Linked DNA regions of Mus musculus: region 1 is linked to region 2. Evidence: chromatin contacts called from public HiChIP or PLAC-seq data. All regions are on one chromosome and are shown on one strand. Each heading gives the region's core, a stretch centred on a gene start, on an enhancer-like site or on the middle of the called end of the contact. The rest is flanking DNA. Distances are from core to core; before and after follow the strand shown. Region 1 holds the start of Cd200r1 (CD200 receptor 1). Region 2 has its middle 63 kb from the start of Cd200r3.

Evidence for each region. HiChIP or PLAC-seq counts read pairs in DNA pulled down with a chosen protein or histone mark.
Region 1: an H3K27ac HiChIP or PLAC-seq map of regulatory T cells shows a contact between it and region 2, with 5 times the contacts expected there. The contact joins the promoter of Cd200r1 here to the enhancer-like site in region 2. A contact is called at or near these places in 15 of 39 promoter capture datasets (the 3T3-L1 cell line, the C10 cell line, the HPC-7 cell line and 8 more), 37 of 484 Hi-C or Micro-C datasets (the AML12 cell line, the C2C12 cell line, CD4 T cells and 22 more), 13 of 115 datasets of contacts at active chromatin or transcription factors (CD8 T cells, the HPC-7 cell line, bone marrow-derived dendritic cells and 8 more) and 4 of 9 other capture datasets (adipose tissue, bone marrow-derived macrophages, embryonic stem cells and 1 more).

What each region holds. Positions count from the first base shown.
Region 1 is chr16:44,763,043-44,767,240 of GRCm38.p6, forward strand. It overlaps Cd200r1 (CD200 receptor 1), which reads left to right and starts at 2,694. Exons shown (of 7, transcript NM_021325.3): 1 at 2,694-3,030. The coding sequence starts at 2,967.
Region 2 is chr16:45,004,770-45,009,083 of GRCm38.p6, forward strand. It overlaps a transcript of Cd200r3 not described here. Among named protein-coding and RNA genes, the nearest start is that of Cd200r3, 63 kb to the left of the region's middle. Within about 2 kb of position 2,397, at least 33 of the 459 cell types and tissues checked have an H3K27ac peak or open chromatin away from gene starts, as enhancers often do. A contact at or near this core is called in CD8 T cells, Th1 cells, adipose tissue and 3 more, where this site is marked.

The DNA of each region.
Region 1 (4,198 bases), core at 1,444-3,943, 240 kb before region 2:
TGCTAAGCCTTTAGCTTTTGGCAACCACACTATTGGCCTTGATCTACACTATTCCATTCTGTTTCATGTTTTCAAATCTACACCACCCCATTCTGGATTTTATTTTCTTTTGCCCACAAATTCCTCTATTCTTAATAGATAACAGTGAGAGAAAGATGGAGGGTTTGTGTTTCTGCTTGAGCAATTTCTCTCTCTTGATCTCTCTTCATTCTTCTGTCCTGGTTTCTGGGATCGGGTACCAAAAAGTAGACACAGGGAGAAACTAGGACCTTGAGATTTTTCAGAGAGAAGCGTTTACAAGATGCACACGTGCCTCTCTTATAGTGGTCATGTTCGTTGTACATCTTCAGAGAGAACTGAAGTGGTAGTAAGCTTCTGGGGCCTTAATGTAAATACCTGTTCTCCTTAAGAAGAGAAGGTGGGGCTTGGGAAAGTTGGGTTGTGGGACTTGAGGGCAGAAGGTGTGAAGAAGTAGAGAGACAAAGTAGACTCTTGGTGAGCCTACTTTATGAACTCCATGGTGTGGAAGTTACTGAGTCAACTCTTACACAGCTGGTTAAAGACTGTGATTTGTTCTCAGATGAGCACACAAGGAGAGAGTCTGAAAGATCACTGCTTGAAGGGGTGGGTGGGGCTGTGAGGGGCAGGGCTGTGAGGGGATGGGAGCTGAACCTGAAGAACTCAGCCAGGCCATTGGCAAGCATGAAATCCTTTGATTGGACACTTAGAAGGTCTCTGAAGCTTAGCTTCAATTTTTTTTTTGTTTTTTTCGTTTTTTATCATTGTTTGTTTTATATCATTAAAACAAATGAAAGTAACTTAAAACAAAAGTAATTAAAACAATTTCGAGGCTGTGAATGTGGCTCAATTTATAGTGTCTTGCCTAGTATGCATGAAACCATGGGTTCATCCCCAGGACCACATAAACTAACTGTGGTAGCACATGGCACAGTATAATCTCAGCATTGGGGAGGTGAAGACAGGAGAACCAGGAGTTCCCAGTTATCCGTGGATACACAGAAAGTTTGAGTCCATCCCATCTCAAAAATAAATAATGAAGAGAAGAATAAAAAAAAAAAGAAAAACAAAATTAAAGAATTTGTTCTCTCTCTGCTGTGTGTGTGTGTGTGTGTATGTTTGTGTGTGTACATGTACATGCCATCGTACAAATGTGAAGGCTGGCTATGTTATCTCACTCTACTTTGATGTAGTTGCTGGGGACTGCAATCAGGTCTACAGGCTTGTGTGGCAAACACCTTTACCTACTAAGCCATTTCGCTCCCCTGATCATCAAAACTTTTTGATGACATGGACAAAAGCTCATGCCATTATAATATCAAATAGAAAAGAAATACAGACACAGCTAAGAAAATGAACCAGTATCATTGAGGTTGCTTGGCAGAGAATTAAGCACTGCTCAGATTGTCCTCAGAACCTACAGTGTCAACAGCTTCTTGTGATGGAAAAACAGTATTTAAATTTAAATGACATGTCTTCAAGTCTTTCTTTCTCTTAAGGATCTTATCTCCTTGTTCCTTTGAATCAGAATGGTGCACTGAGAAAGCTTGAGAGGTGGAGGAGGGTAATATATAGAGTTTAATGTTTGGCAAGAGGGAAGAGGGAATTGCTAACTTTGAAAATTCGTGCTGTTTTATCTTTTTTTCCTGTTGACAATGTTTTCTTCCTCTTCCTGGAGCATTTTGCTCAGGGGTAGGAAATTCTTACCACAGAGGTTTTTTGGTTTTTTTTTTTTTTTTCCTTCTTCTCAACTGTAATCTAAGTTTATACTAACTAGTAACATTACACAGAATTTTTCTGGGAAGTTAGACTCTCAGATCTATGACAACTCAAAGGCGGTTATCTGTGACTACAACAACCTAACTCCTCGAAAGTCAAAGAGAATGGAAATTCAGTACTGAGCCTCCCACAGAGGTCTGCGACTGAACGTTCACTGATGTGGCAAAAGGGACTATGTGAATGTAATTAAATTAAGGATCTTCGGATGAACAGACAATGCTCATTGGACAAATTAATCGCAAAGGACCTTGTAAGAGGAAGGCAGAAGGGTCATCATCAGGCGATCAGCTATGGCAATGGAACACAGGTTAGAATGATGTCCGATGGCCGCAGGCTAGAGCGCAGAGACATCTGGGTGCTGGAAAAGGTCGTGTCTCCAGAAGAAGCAAAGGCCTGGCTACGCCTTGATTTTAATCCCATATCATGACGTTCAGACTTTTGACTCCCGGGCAGTGCATTAGTGCTGTGTTTAAGCCTCTCATTTTGGGATTGTTAGGGTAATAATAGAAATAATAGAAAATAATAGAAAAACGCATTTGATGCTCCCAGCATTATGTGTGGGGTTCCAGACTAGATAGTAATCTCACCATGGCATTTTCAAGTAGAAATATTTATTCTGCATTAAAGACTGAGGAAGGGTATACACACTATTATTATTATTATTATTATTATTATTATTATTATTATTATTATATTGGAGAACTTTCCAGAAATTCATTGTGGTTAGGAAATTTACAAGCACGCGGCGAAAATCGATCGATAACCCTCTTCAGTTTTGAATGGAGGTTTAGACACATCCATCTGTCTTGGGCATGTTCAGAGCCTTACTGTACAGTTTATCTGTGAGCAGCAGGAGAAGAGAAAGAGCCAATGGGCTGAAAGTAACCCACTCAGTCAGCTTCCTCTGTCTTTGCTTCACGGTTCTGCACAGGAAATCCATTGCTGTGTCAAGTCCCAGAGAAGTTTCTTCTCTTCCAAGCCAGACTAAAGCACGCGAGTGGAAGGAGTTGGCAGGCAGGACGGGGCTGCTCCCTGCGGATGGGTTAAGAGGTGCGCTACCACGCAGAAGCCAACCCGAGAGAAGAGGGATCCGGGTTATGGTCACTGCTGCTCCCTTACCTCTGAGGAGAAAAAGTACCGAGTGAGCGGCGGAAAACCAGAAAACCGAAATGTTTTGCTTTTGGAGAACTTCTGCCCTAGCAGTGCTCTTAATATGGGGGGTCTTTGTGGCTGGTGAGTCTGAAATTTTTTGGGGGGTGTGGGTGGGGAGAATGACTAAGGGAGGAGAGACCTGTTCTGCGCAGCATTTAAGCCTTGTCCCTTTTCGCTGGGTAACGCAAGCCAATTTCTGTTGTAGAGATAAGGGTTGCTCCAGATATGGGTTACCTTGTCACCTCTACTTTCTGCTTTGTCTGATTTATTTTTGCTTTGTGTTCTATAATGTCCTCCACTGTCGCTTCCTCATCTCCCCTCCCCCTTCAGGACAGGTCAGGATAAATTAAACACATATTCATAGCAATCAAAATGACATGGGGGTCTCTGTATCTTCTTCTTGGGGAAAACCAAAAACCAAAAACCAAACCAACAACCAGCTATCATCTCTGGTCTCCCTCGCCAACAGTGTAAGTTGGGAACGTATCTTTTTTTTTTTTTCCTGACACTTTTCGTGACTGCAGGCTTTACACATACAGTTACACTGGTGTATCTGTGATGTATATTTGCCTTTATCTTGAAGATATGTGGGCTACAGGAGTCACTTTCTGAATCAGGAGGTGCACGCCTCAATGTCTGCAGTTTTGTAGGAGTTCAATAGAATTTGGGGCTACCGTGCGGGTGTCCTGATTTCACTGTAGAAGGGTGGTGGGAGTTCGTGTAGGAGGCTTTTTCATGTTTCACTTTTAGTAGCTGCAGTAGCTACGAGGGAACAACAGACTTAGCTCTGAAATGTATAGTTTAACAATTTAAAGGAGACACGGTATTTCTTTCCTTTCACCAGAATTCCTTTAAAAATCACATTTTGGTCTATCTTCCAGAAAGAGAACATCACATGATAGTCTTACTGGTGAGCACACGTAAGATAACTATGATCCACCACTGCACCCTTCTGCTGAGAATTTTCAGTTATCTGTTCTTTTTGATGTGCATAGCAAGCCATTGAGGTCAGGATGGAAGAAAGCTCCGTTTCACATAGCTAGAACCTAAGCTTAGGGCGGTGAAGTGCTTTGTCCGCAGTACTTATTTCCATAAGCACCACAAAACATTGGAGTGTGCAGTTTACCCGGATTGCTTTTCACTGAGAGGCACCCATTGTAGCACAGCTGAAAACGCTAAGCTAATTATTTGTTTATAATTTGAAGGGGGGGGGAGTGTCCTGAGTCTTTCAGTAGTTGGGCTTCTCTAG
Region 2 (4,314 bases), core at 1,147-3,646:
GTATTGAAAACATCCGTAGACATTCTAAAGAATCAGTAGAAAATATACAGACTATCTTGAGAGTGCTCAACATTTGAGAAAGTGTTGTCTAATTTTATTAAGTAAACATCAAAACTACACGTCATATACACAGGGATACTATCCTAGTTTTAGGAGTAATGGGGATGTCTGATGTGTACCTTAGAGGCAGTATGTGATCCTGATCTGGATAAGCTGCTCATGGTTTTGTGATCTTAAAGAAAAGCAATCCTAAGTAATGAAATCCCCAGGTGGTGCCTTGGAAGCTTTCTGGGGTATGAAAGAAAGCCAAAGAAGACCAATTGAGATTAAGAAAGACTTAAAAAGCTTACTCTAGAGGGGGTACATTGCTTTAGAAATAACTACTACATTGATAGCTTCCCACCTGGTATAATACTCGAATGGAATTCCCATGGAAAGGGGGATTCGTATGAAAGGGTATTCTTCGCTGCAGAATCTGTGACCTAGAGATCAAATGCAGCTGACCAACGGCATCAGAAAGAACCTGAAGAATTTTGGTTCTGGCAGCAGTACGAGAAGCAGTCTAGAAGGCATCTTCCTCCATTCTGGCAAGCAAGTTTGCATCGGAATCTGTAAACTGGCCTTGCCCTGTGGGCACCTCCACCCTTATTCCACTCCCTGAAACATGTGGCCTTGGCTTCAGCTGCAAGTGGGGCCCTGAATCAGGTCAGGCACCAAGCAATAGGGCTCTCACTTCCTCAATGTATTTCCCTCCCCTCCTCCTCACTTTCTCCCCTCTCTCCTTTCCTGTTAAGGATCATCAGACAAGCTCTCAGCCTTGATCACATGTTTTGCCCGTGTCAGTAGCACAGTAGCAGCACTCTGTTTATCTGAAGTCTAGCTTCAAGCTTTACTCTTCTGCAACACAGCACTGAAATCTTTTCTCGAGTTTCTTGCCAAAATGAGGACCTCGAATCTAAGAACTTTTGAAAAATTAATTAATTTTTTGCTTATTCATTTTATATCCTGCTCACTGCCCTCCTCTGAGTCAACCCCTTCCACAATCCTTCCCTCAACCCCGCTTTCTCCTCTGAGCAGGTATCCCCTAACCCGGGAACTTCAAGTCTCTACGAAGCTAGGTGCTTCATCTCCCACTGAAGCCAGACAAGGAAGCCCAGCTAATAGAATATATCCCACATACAGGCAACAGCTTTTGGGATAGTCCCTGTACTGGCTAGCTTTGTGTCAACTTGACACAGCTGGAGTTATCACAGAAAAAGGAGCTTCAGTTGAGAAAATGCCTCCATGAGATCCAACTGTAAGGCATTTTCTCAATTAGTGATCAAGGGGGAAAGGCCCCTTGTGGGTGGGACCATCCCTGGGCGGATAGTCTTGGGTTCTATAAGAGAGCAGGCTGAGCAAGCCAGTAAAGAACATCCCTCCATGGCTTCTGCATCAGCTCCTGCTTTCTGACCTGCTTGAGTTCCAGTCCTGACTTCCTTTGGTGATGAACAGCAGTATGGAAGTGTAAGCTGAATAAACCCTTTCCTCCCCAACTTGCTTCTTGGTCATGATGTTTGTGCAGGAATAGAAACCCTGACTAAGACAGTCTCCATTCCAGTTGTTCAGAACTCACATGAAGACCAGGCTGCACATCTGCTATATATGTATGGGGAGGCCTAGGTTCAGCCCATGGATGTTCTTTAGTCGGTAGTTAAGTCTCTGAGAGTCCCAAGGGTCCAGGGTAGCTGACTCTGTTGGTTTTCCTGTGGTGTTCCTATCCCCTTAGGGGCTGCACTCCTTCCTGTTCTTCCATAAGAGTTCCCAAGCTCCACCCACTGTTTGATTAGGAACTTTTTAGATGAACAGTTCTTCCTTTATGTTCATCCCTTGGCTTTCAGAGGCCATAGCACTGAGCCTGCTTTGGACAGAATGTGTTCATGAAATGGCAGCAAAGGTTCAGAAAAGTGCACAGGTATAACAACTGGAGAAAAAGAATGGAGCCTGAGGTAGGGATGGGATTAGAGGCATTTTTAAATCCCTCCTTCTTGACACAAGTCGTCTCGTAACTGTTTTTTTATGAACCTAGAGTCTTATTTTAGTAAATTATTCATGAAATCCACATCGGCATAAAAAGACAAAGTGCAGTGGTTTCTTTTAGTTAGAAACTGGTGCTCTTGGGGAACTTGCCAGTATTTCTGGGATGGGAACAGTGAGAACAGTTTGCTGAAGCCAACACATTGCCCATCTTTGATCCTTGGATGCCTTTTGGGAAGCCTTAGGAGACTGATTGCCTGCTACAGTAAAAGGCTTGTTTTAAGCTCCACCTACATTTACCAGTGTCTGGCCACAGGCATCAAAGGGAGTCTGAACCAGCCAGAGTTCTGCTCCATACCACGTGGAATCATTTCAAAGAGTTAAGGGTTGACACACCTTAACTCTTGCCTGCTTCCTGTACTGCCAGCTTTCATATTCTGGGTTCACACCAAAGGCAAAGGAAATGGTGGCATTTCCTCTAACTGTGAGATTTGAGGAGAGACTTTTTGTTGATGTTACAATTATTCACATGTGATAAATATGCAAGTGTCCAACAGGTTAACAGCAGAAAGTCTGCGGCTGCACTGCCTTTGATCACTTGCTTATGACCCAGTTATTAGATTACAGTTTAGAGGACATTGTTGTAGCTCATCTGTTTTGATATCATTGGCTCCTAGCTGGACTCCTATTTTATGACAGAAATTCAATTTTTTTTCTAGGTTTGTGACTAACCCTGTCTGCCATAGTACGTAACTCTAGCATGTAGCAAATCTAAATCAAAACAAATCAGACTAAGGGAGGTCTATGGTGTGGTGAGTGATGCTCCCTCCTCCCCATGGCTGGTCCATGGCACAAGGTCTGAATTTAGAAATGTGTCTTTGTTTGGGAAAGAGCCTTGGATATAATTAGCTTAAGATTCTGAGGTAATCCTATGTTATCCCTGGGTCCCCAAACTCAACACAAAGAGGGAGACAAAAGCTGGGTTTCAAATGATGTCCTATACCAATGACTGCCCTCTCTCCACCAGAACAGATGCCTGACACCAGTTTCTCCAGAAACCTGGAAGGAACCAATATCGCTCATGTGTTAGTTTCAGAACTATAGCGTTTAGAATGGTGAAATAATGCTGCTCTTACTTCACACCACAGAAGCTGTAATGAGTAATCAAGACAGCCCCTTCTGTTCTTCCACTATAAAAGGAAGATGCTCCACATCTTCACGACCCAGATAGACCCAAACCAACGCTTGTGTGTCATTACATTTTTATGGGGACTTAACAATCTTCAGATGGCAACATAGCTGTGCCAGCTGAGAGGCTGCAGATGAGGCAGTATAAAATGTGATCAAGAACATTAAAAGCTTGAAAAGTAGTCTGTGTTGAAACATCATCAACCCCAAGATGTGTTTTCATAGGGTGGTACACATGGCTGGAACTGCATCCCCTAGTCTGCGGGCAGAGTGGGATCTGGTTTGGGCTTAAAGCCCACACCCCTAGCAATATACTACTTCCAACAAGGCTTATCCTTTAAAATAGTGCTACTTCTTGACTTCAAATATATAAGCCTATAGAGCCATTCTTATTCAAATAACCATAAATCTTAATTAGAAGTAATGCTCCAAACCAAATAGCCCTGGGTAGAGTTTATATGCTATCAGTTCTACATTTTGAGGAAGGTAACCCACTGGGTCCATAAGTAAAACACCAATGTTTGAGGGACCAAACTCCTTCCTGAGTTAACAATCATTTGTAAATTAGTTTTCTACTTTTCTTTACTCACCAACATTTGAGGAGGTGTAGAAACCCCCATGATCCTGGACTGTAGATTTTATCTTATAGAGTCAGGTACATTACTGCCTCGATAAGTGTTTATCATCAATAGAAAGGGTTCTCCTTTGTGTCTTTTTTTTCCCTTTTGGCAGTGCTGGGGGCAGGGGCAGAATCTCTCCAGACACTCTAGGCTGGCCTTGAACTCACAGTCTTCTTGCCTCAAGCTCTGTCTATGAATGCTGCCGGATTAGACGCATGCAGTGCACCATCCTTCCTGGATTTGTAGTTCCCAAGCCTAGAACAGTTAAAGGCAAGGGCTAGCAGTGTAACTTAGTGGTGTGGTAGAGCACTTGCCTTGACTATTCAAGTCCCTAAATTTAATCCCAGCACTAAAAAGCAACAACACCATGTGCAGAATAAGGGAGGGGAGAGGAGGGGAGGGGAGGGGAGGGGAGGGGAGGGGAGGGCAATACAGAGCTGCTGGTCAGTGCATGTTCATTAGGCAATCCAGTGAAATAGTGTGCATGGGT